2 separate regions of the Sus scrofa genome follow, and region 1 is linked to region 2. A link is a contact called in public Hi-C data. All regions are on one chromosome and are shown on one strand. Each heading gives the region's core, a stretch centred on a gene start, on an enhancer-like site or on the middle of the called end of the contact. The rest is flanking DNA. Distances are from core to core; before and after follow the strand shown.

Region 1 (4,713 bases), core at 877-3,376, 92 kb after region 2:
CCTGGGTAGCCAGCTCCCAGGTCAAGACACAGAAAGAACATCACCAGTTCCCAGAAGCCCCTTTGCGCCCCCTCTAGACAAGGCAATTTCCCCAGGGCCGCCACTCTCCTGCGTAAAAGCGTTTCCCCCACAAATTTCTAACCAATATTCAGCAAATAGAAGCAAAACCAGGACACTTACTTCCCCCCTCCGCCTCTGCCCCCCACCGGTGGAGCACGGTGTCCAGAACTCACCTGTTCCTGATGGGGCCTCGGAAGGAGGGGTCATACTTGGCTGGTTTCCCTGAAGGGCGTGGGGAGAGGTGTGGAGAGTGAGGCATCGAGAGGGGTCTCTCCCCCATTTCCAGTCCCTCCAACCCTTTCCCCGCACAGGATCTGCCATGCACCGGGGTCCTCCCTGGCCCTCAGGAGTTTGGGGGGAGATGGACTAGGGCAGGGCCGGGAGGAGGGGAAATAGGAGAACAGGAAACGTTAGGATCAAAGCTTGGTCAGCAGCCTCACGGCTCACTGTGAACTCCAGCCAGGCGGCCTTGGAGGGAGGGGAAAGGGCCGCCTTTATGGGTCATTAATGGCTCGAACCTCAAGGCCGCCAGGCAAATAGCCTTCATCTCCTTCCCCCACCCTGGCTCCGGAGTCTCCCTCCAGCTGGGGTGTGGGCTGTCTTCAGCCTTCCCAGTGGCTTTCACACCCCTATCCTTGTGGGCGCAGATTCAGAGCTTTTCAGGGAGGTCATAGCCCCTTCGGCATCGACCCCAGCCCCTTCCTCTACCCCCGGCCCCAAGCTAAGGGGAAAGACACTGGAACCGAAGGCATCCACTCCCCCAAGGCCCGGGGAGGGGAGGGGCCCCTGCAGACCCCCACCCCGAAAGGACTTCGGTCTGGTCTCCAGGCTACTGTCAGTCCCTGGGAGGGCAGTCCCGGTGACACCTGAGCCTGGCAGTTGAGATTGGGGCCACGTCCTGTTCCTGGTCCTCCCTGAGTACACACAGAGAGGGGGTGGGGCCAGGCAGCCAGGGTCCCCTGTGGGCATCGAGGAGGGAGGACAGAGGGCTGGGATGGGGTGTGGTCCATTGTCCCTGGTGCCCTGGACTCTGTCCCTCCAAGGTTCTCGGACATGATGTCAATGATTGACCCAAAGCCGCTCCGGGAAGCTGAAGCTTACGAGGCGCCCTCACTGCTCCCTCCCCTAATTCCCTTTGGACCAAGGAAGGCTTCTGGGAGGCCCCTCCTTTGGGTTCCCTTCTTTCCAGAGAGAAGTTCAGAACCCCAGACCCCAGGGGGCCTCGGCAGGCAACCCCCTAGCCTTCGATGCTCACAGGTGTCCCAGTGTCCTCTCCCTTCAGACTCCCGCCCCCCAACCCCAGGCCTGGGGACCCCTGGGCAGCCTCCCAGCCTTGTTCCTCACAGATTCTGGAGACAGGCTCCCTGCTCCCTTTCCTGAGGCCTTACCCTGCAGAGGACCCTCAGCAGGTGCTGCTCCCCATTCCTCTGTGTACACCCTCCTAACAGAGACCCTCGAGACAGGCCCCCAGCCCCCTCTCCACCAAGATCTGCAGCCCCAGCTCCTCAGAGGGACCCCCAGCACCCTGTCCCCTCAGAGACCCAGAGTCCAGGCCGAAACTCCTCCTCCTCTTGGGGACCGCAGCTGCTTCTCCTGACAGCTGCCTAGACCCCAGCTCACCCCTCCCAGGCTCTGCAGCACCTGACACCCCCAGCCTGAGCCCTTTCCCCTCCTCAGGACCCTGTCCCTGCCTCCTTCCGGTTCAGGCTCTGCTTCCCAGGGCCCTGCCTCCAGAGAACCAGAGTCCAGGGCTGATAGCACCCCCTCCTCCCAGGGACCCCAGATGCACTCCGGGAAGGCTCCCCAGCCATGGCTCCCAGCCCCAGAACCCCGTCCTCCTCCCAGGACCTTCTTCCATCAGCTCATTTCCTGGTCCCTCCCCTCTGGGACTACGGCTCCCCTCAGCTCCACTCCTTGGGGCGACCCCAGCACCGCGCCCCCCTCCCCATTCCCAGTGTAGCTCTCCCTTTCCTCACTGGAGCCCGAGCCCCCATCCCAGCCTGGCCCCAGCCTCACCGTAGGCCTTGTCTGGGTCCTGTTTTTCCCCCATGGCTCAGTCTCCGGAGTGATTGGAGCCTGGGAGACCTGGCAGCTCACCTGCCACCTGCCCCGCCCTCCCTCTGGCACGTCACAGCCCCACCCCTGCCTGTGGTCCCTGACACACTCTAGTTCCTCCTACTTGACTCTGAGCTGGAAGGCGAGCCTGGGATGGGGTCAGGTCAAGGCTACTTGCTCAGGCCTCAAGGACCACGACCTGAAGGACTCCCGCACGCTCTAAGAAAACCCTCCTCAATTTTGCCAACTTCCTCACTGGTTGTACACTCCCGCCCACACCCTCCCGCAAAAGATTAAGTGTCCAGATGAGATTTGGCCTTGACCAGAGATCCTGCACCCGGTCACCCCCTGCCCCTCCCCCGGGCGGCCAGCCGCACCAGCCACACCAGGCACACCTGCCCGGCCTGCTTCCCATCCTCACCTGCCCCTCGCACCCACGTTCCCTCTGGCTGCAACCCCTCGGCTTATTACAAACCCAACATTTATTGAGAACAAAGGAAACCAGTTAGCATAGGGCCCCAATTTCAATTCATCAAACTTCAGCTAAGGATGGGGAACAGGGGGGTGGCCAGCCCTGAAGTCACTCTCCCAGGGAGGAACCAGCTCTGGGAGAGAGGGGCTGTCAGACCTCCAGGGCCTGGCGGGGATCTCTGGCTGAGGAATGTGTGGAGGGGTGCAGGGACAGGAGACTGTGGCACCCCCAGGTGTGGGCTGTGGGCAGCAAGTAGCAGAGGTGGCTGCCGAGTTGGTGGCCGTCCTGGGGTAGGGAGGGGTGTGTGTGGTCCACTCTCAGGGGTTGACGGGGGGCAAGGAGCTGAGCTCGGGCAGCAGCTCGGGGTGGGGGTCCAGGCGGGCCAGGCGGCTCTGCTCCAGGGCGATGGCCTCCGCTGAGTGCTTGCACTTCTCAGAGCCACACTGGCAGGTGAAATATTTGCTTTTGATGTCCCAGAAGCGGTCACCATAGTCAAACCTGTCAGGGGAGCACAGGCGGTCTGTGGGACCCAGACCCACTCCGAAGCATCTGTCCCCATCTTCTGCGGGGCTCTGAGGCCTCCTATGCTCTCTGCACCTACAGCCCCAGCGCTGCCCAGGAGCTTGTTAGGAATGAGGACTCTTGGGCCTCATCCCAAACCTACTGACTCAAAACCTGTGCGGCTTGGGACTCTGTTTATGGCCCGTTTCAGAGAAGCTCTGCTCTAATCCGTGCCTGGAGAGCAGGCACTCTCCAGCCTTCCTGCTCTGGTCCCGGGCCGGCTGCCCCTCCCACACCCATGGCCGCGTCCCAGGCTGCCTCACCCCAGCTCCTCCCCGGTCCGGATGTCTCGTGAACTGAAGAAGGCAATGCGCGGAAATCGCAGGTCTTGGTGTAGCATGAAGACCCGGACGGGGATGATGTTGGGGTCACACAAGTGGTTGATGAAGCGGCTGATGTTGCCGTAGTAACGGGCATCGATGCAGTAGACTTCACCATCCTGAGGGGAGGGCGGCAGTCAGCACATCCACCACCCACCACCCCTCGAGCCCACCGACAGCCCGAGGCCCCTTCCAGTTTCCATCTGCTGGCCGAGAGGAGGTGATGGAGGGGTCTCCCGCCCACCTTGTTGTCCAAGTCGAAGAGATAAGAATCATCCTCTCTCACGTCAGCCTCGGCATCAGAGATCAGCTCTCCCACATACCTGTGGGCAGGAGGTGGTGGTGCCGGGGTTGAGGGGGGGTTCCTGGGAACAGGCTCTGGGCTGTCTCGCCTCACAACCCCACAACTCCTCTCCTGCTGCCTGTCAGCTGCCCCAGTCACTGTCCATGAATCTCACAGATCAGCACGGCTGGGGCTCGGGTGGGCAAGGCACATGGGGTCCCGAGGACAGGGCACATTGTCTGGGGGGGGAGGCGTGGGAAGCCCCTATCCAGGCGGGGGATCAAGAGGAGGAACAAGGGACGCAGGCATGTGAGGGTACACACAGGACACACTCCTGCCAGCTGGGGTCCCCACCAGACAGCCAGGACAACAGGCAGGACGACAGCCTGAGGCCAGGGCTGAGCTGGGGAAGCAGCAGTGGGTGTTAGAGGGAAGGGCTGCTGCGGCAAAGGGATCAGTGTCTGGGGGCGGCCTGGGTGAGGAAATCTCTTCAGCTGGAGACACTGGAGGTTTGGAGACTAGGAGTCACCCCGCAGGCAGGGGCGGTTCCGGGCTGAGGGCTATTGGAAGGGACGGGTCCACAGAAATGTGAGGACCTGGGGGGCGGTGAGGAGCTGTGGAAAGCAGAGTGAAGAGGAAGGATGGATGGATGGCAAGTAGGTGAGGACGGTGTCATGGGAGCCATCAGGGGTGGCAGACGGCAGGAGGAGGAGGAGCACTGAGACACACGGAGAGGCAGAGGGAAAGGGTAAAGGCGGATGTGGGCGGGAGTGAAGCCAAAATGCAGGCGAACATGGGAGTTCCCTGGTGGCCTAGTGGTTAAGGATCTGGTGTTGTTACTGCTGCAGCAGGGGCGACGGCTATGCTGTGGGTTTGATCCCTGAGTCTGGGAACTTCCACAAGCTGTGGGCACAGCAAGAGAAGAAAAAAAAAAAAAGTAATGCAGGGTATAAATTAATGGT
Region 2 (4,766 bases), core at 1,803-4,302:
GGATTCAGCATTGCTGTGAGCTGCAGCATAGGTTGCAGACTGGCTCAGAAGTGGTATTGCTGTGGTATAGGTCAGCAGCTGCATTTCGACACCTAGCCTGGGAACCTCCATATGCTGCAGGTGCAGCCTATTTTTTTAAATTTTAATTAAAAACTTAATTTTAGGAGTTCCTGTCGTGTCGCAGTGGTTAACGAATCCAACTAGGAACAAGGTTGCAGGTTCGATCGCTGCCCTTGCTCAGTGGGTTAAGGATCCAGCGTTGCCGTGAGCTGTGGTGTGGATTGCAGACGCGGTTCAGATCCCGAATTGCTGTGGCTCTGGCGTAGGCCGGTGGCTATAGCTTCAGTGAGACCCCTAGCCTGGGAACCTCCATATGCCGCAGGAGCAGCCCTAGAAAAGACAAAAAATAAAAAATAAAATTTTTTAAAAATTAATTTTAGTTAAAAAACAAAAACAAAAAACATTGCCTCCTAAGAAAATTAGGCCCTTTCTGTCCTGGCCTGACCCTCTCACTCCTCAGCAGAGGATCGGGAAGAAACTATGACATTTTACAGAGGGCAGCTGTGGAGTGCATCTGGAGTGGTTCGTCACCGCAGCACGTGGCAGATTCCCCCCCCATCCCTCCAGTCAGTCCCTCACAGCTGCCCTCATGTGATTGACAAGTCTTATCAGCTGAGTAAGAAGCTGCTCCCCAACCCCAACAATGACGGCGCCCCAGTGGGCCTTCCTCCACCTGCCCACCCACATCCCCACCTCCTGTCCTTCTTCCCAGACATGATGCCACAGGAAAGAGGACAAGGGCCTACAGGACTGAAGTCCCTGGGGAGAGGGTTGGGGAAAGGAAGTGACTTTCTCCCCTTCCTTCTGGGGGCTTTCCTGTCTGGTACCTGGTGGTTTGGAGGGATGCGTTCCGAAGTAGCCAGAGGTGAGGAGTGTGACGCCCAGCAAGTTCCCAGGGCAGCTCAGCTCCTCACAGTCGGAGCAGGTGGGATCGTCCACTGGGAAGAGACGGCAGAGGTCTGGTACCCAAGATTCTGCGGCCCCTCACCTTTATCCCTGTCCACCCAAAACATCTGCAGCTTTTCTGCCCAAGTGGAACAAGGAGAAAGCCCTTAGGTACCCCTCATAGGTGCCGTGCTAGGCTCTGAGCTAAAACCTGGAGTTCCTGGGCTGGCAATGAGACTCAGTCAGTATTTGAGACTGAGACTATGCTAGAAAATCCAGAAGTGTGGGGACCCATCCTATGGGGAGTGCGCCCTCTGTGAGCTGTGGACTGGAAGTGAACTTGTAACAGACAAGAGGCAGCTTCCAGGACCTAGTTCAGTCTGAAGGATGAGGGGAACCAGAGGAAGTGCCATGTGGTCCAGCTGGGGAAGAAGCTGCGTGAAAGCCAGAGAACTCCCTGAGGTCTGCAGACCTGGTCCTTGGCTGATCGGAGGGACCTCACAGGTTGTTCCAAGATGAAGTGATGTCACATCCTATGCGACCTCAGGATGTGACACTGGCTGGCTGGGCTGAGAGGAGGTAGCTCTGCAGAGTCCCCCCGACCAGCAGGGTCAGGGCTGTACCTTGTGCCAGGCTCCGGAGCTCCTGCCTCGGCCAGAGGAGGTGAGGGTGTGGCTGCTGCATCCCCAGTTCCACCCAGTTGCTGTGACTGTAGAAATCCTAGTCCCAGGGAAGGAAGAAGACGACTTCGGCTCACTGTCCTCACAGTCTCCAGGCAAGACGCCTCACTCCCCCAGCCCCGCCCAAAGCCTCCTCCCACCCTTGGCTCCTTCAGACCCCTAAGCCCCTCCACAGCCCTCTCCCTGGCCTGGAGAAGCTTTACCAAGTGGGAGTGTTTCTCCCCATCTCACCGGAGCAGGCCCACCTCTCTCAGCACTGTTCTCTCCTACTCTCACTTGGCTCCAGCTGCAAAGGCCTCCTGGCTCTTCCCCCAGGAAGCCCTGGGTTTGGAGGTGGGGACCTGGGAACAGCCCCAGGGCACGGCGAGCCTGCCCAACCCCATCCAGAGTAGGGGAGGCACGACTAAGCAGGCGCCGCTGGGGAGATGGGAAGGCTGGAAGCACAGACACCCCACCACCACCACTGCCCCACCTCTGTGCTCACCTGCAAGGCATGAAGAGCGGCCCCGAGGCGCTGGCGGGCCAGGGTGTGGTCCAGGGCTCCGCTGCCACCACGGTCTCCCGCAGAGCCCCCACCAAGCGTGTGCGCCCCTGGCCCAGGCGCTCAGCGTCAAAGTGCAGGTCGGGGTCGTTCCTGGAAGTCGGCAGGAAGTCCTGGGCGGCATTGGCACGAGACACCTCGCCTAAGGCTGCCCGGAAGCGCCGGGAGGGAAACCCAGGGCCAAAGTAGGCAGCAAAGAGGTCGTCGGCAAGGAGGGTGCGGCCCTGGGAGAGAAGCGGGGGACAGGGGTTCCAGGAAAGCCCCCTGGGTTGGCCCATTGCCCACATATCCTCAGCTCTGGCTCGAAGCTGGGTGTGGGAGGAACCCAGAGTGCTGGCCCTGCAAGGGAGGGCAACGCTGGGCTTTTCTGAGGAGGGAGACATCTGATTTTAGGACCAGGACCCTGGGCACTGTTGCTGTGGTGAGAAAGGGAGGGGGGTCCCTCCTCATGGCAAGCAGGGGCCTCAAGGTCCCTGGGAACAGGGGAACCCGGCTGGGATGCGACCAGACACAAGGGTGCTCACCAGGAAGTCCTCGAGACGAAGGGGGGGCCGACCTGGGGGCGGCTGCTCCAGGAAGAGCTGCAGGGTGACGTTGAGGGCCGCCTCCTCGGTCAGGTCCTGGTGGGTGATGGAGCCGGGGGCAGCCAGGAGGCTCCAGATGTTGGGGAAGAAGGCAGTCGTGGGGGGCAGCAGCAGCTGCAGTAGCAGCAGCGCTGGGGGGCCCAGGTGGGACAGGGGTGCATCGGCAGGGAGCATGGCTGAGACATGGACCTGGGGGGCAGAGGGCCCTTAAGGGAGGAGGAAGCAGCAGCGTCTCCAGGGCAGGGCTTCCTGTTGGCCTCTGTGGGCACCTGCTTTGGCCCTTTATCTGCTCCAGCTGGCCTCCCCGCCCTCTCCCCTCATTCGGAAAACCTGAGGGCCCATCGGACCAATAGGGACTTACACCTGCAGGGGAGGGGGCTGAGGCTCCTCCCCCAGGCCCCCCTTCCCGCCCCAGCCTGACCCCACCTTGCGCAGGAAGCCTCCTCTCCAGGCCTCTCCCCTACCTGGTTGCTGGGTCTCCGGGAAGGGCCGCTGGGGCGTGGCGTCACAGGGCACTTAGGTCAGAGTTATAATTAACCTAGGCTACACTCCGTGGAGGGGAGGGAGGCCCCGGCACGGTGGGGGCTGGACAGGCAGGCCCTGGCCCCTCCACTTGAGGCCACAAGCAGCAGCCAGCAAGCACCAGGGCGGTCCTCCCTCCGCCGGCTGCAGTGCAGCGGAGGTGAGTGGAGACGAGCCGGAGGAGGAGGGAGCCAGCAGCATGACTCAGGCCTGGCTCAGGGCCAGGGCCAGACCCAGACAGACGCACCTCTCTGCCCACCAGGACCCAACGCCTCATGCCCAGCCTGCCACCCTACTGTTCACATCAGCACCTGAGGATTCAGGAACCCAGCCCCACCACACAAACAGTCAAGAGATGGTTTTGTGGCAAAATATTTTATTGCTGCCATCCCCACGGTGGACCACTGGGGGTCATGAGGGCTGGAGGTGGGTCTATCACAGCATCTTCTGAAATAGGGCGATGGCCTCCTCCACCTTCCTGAGCTCTGCTTCCGTCTGCTGGAGCTGAGGGTGGAACAAAGGGGTGGTGGGTGGTGAGGGCCCAGGCCCAAGAGAGGAGAGCCCCAAGTGGGGAGAGCAGAGGGGTCAGAGTTGGAGAGGGGTCAGAGTTGGGCAGGGAGCAGCTCGGGGACCTGTGTGCTTGGCTGGCCAGTCTCCCCACCAGCACCTCCTTCTCTTCTATCATCGCTGGTGTCCTGGGTCCTGCCTTTTCCCAGAGTGATCAGCTCCCAAGGACAAAGGGGCCTCTGAGCTCATGTGCGCCCCCCGGTGGCCAAGCCCCACACCCTGACTGGGGAGGTGGACCTAGTTAGGAAGGCAACCTTGTAAGCTAGCCCTCAGCCTTCAGCTGGAAATGGGCAACGGTATTACAGCCCCCTGGCCTGAGAGGGCCACTTGGGACAATTAAGTGTGAAATTAACTCCACTCAGTCACCCAGGCCCTGTAACTCTCCGTCTCCACCCACATTCTCTTCTCGCACCTGTGGTTTTCCTCCATGGAGGGGCTCCAGGTGATCGGTGGAGCGACCTGACTCTACCTGGGCGGTCCTGAGCCCAGCCCCCAGCAGGTGGAAGCCATGTTCTAGGCCCTGGGTTCGAGGCCTCCTCCGCCATCAACCTGCTACGTGCCCCTGCCCGCGCAGTGTAATTGGGGGGGGGGGTCCGAAGGCAGCGGGAGCCCTGGGGAGGGACATGGGGAAGGAAACGCCCACCCAAACCACACACCTTAGCTTCATCTGCCTCCTGGACTTTGAGGGGCACCTTGACAGAGTAGCTGGAGGCGGCACGGCGCTCCTGCAGACGCTGGGCCTGCCGCTGCGCCTCGTCACGCTTGGCCTGCAGTTTGCCCAGCTCCCGGGCGGGGTCTACCAGCCCCTGCAGCTGCAGGTGGACGGAGCAGCGGTCAGAGGCCAGGGCCACAGCACAGCCCTGGGGTGCAGAAGCCCCCAGAGCCAGAACAGCTACTATACCAGCGCTGGCCAGAGTCTGCACGTAG

What was found. Hi-C and Micro-C count contacts between places; a contact is called where the count stands out from the background.
Region 1: a contact with region 2 is called in a Hi-C map of epiblast stem cells, with 2.6 times the contacts expected there. The contact joins the promoter of SLC44A4 here to the promoter of VWA7 in region 2. A contact is called at or near these places in 1 of 5 promoter capture datasets (liver) and 4 of 47 Hi-C or Micro-C datasets (alveolar macrophages, embryonic fibroblasts, epiblast stem cells and 1 more).

The regions. Positions count from the first base shown.
Region 1 is chr7:23,975,104-23,979,816 of Sscrofa11.1, forward strand. It overlaps SLC44A4 (solute carrier family 44 member 4), which reads right to left and starts at 2,127. Exons shown (of 21, transcript NM_001101818.1): 1 at 2,077-2,127; 2 at 234-282. The coding sequence starts at 2,110. It overlaps EHMT2 (euchromatic histone lysine methyltransferase 2), which reads right to left. Exons shown (of 29, transcript NM_001101823.1): 27 at 3,713-3,791; 28 at 3,412-3,587; 29 at 2,580-3,085. The coding sequence ends at 2,905.
Region 2 is chr7:23,882,499-23,887,264 of Sscrofa11.1, forward strand. It overlaps VWA7 (von Willebrand factor A domain containing 7), which reads right to left and starts at 3,053. Exons shown (of 17, transcript NM_001195327.1): 1 at 2,691-3,053; 2 at 2,172-2,390; 3 at 2,110-2,169; 4 at 1,569-1,665; 5 at 888-998. The coding sequence starts at 2,924. VARS (valyl-tRNA synthetase) reads right to left here. Exons shown (of 33, transcript NM_001195378.1): 32 at 4,496-4,766; 33 at 3,634-3,781. The coding sequence ends at 4,496.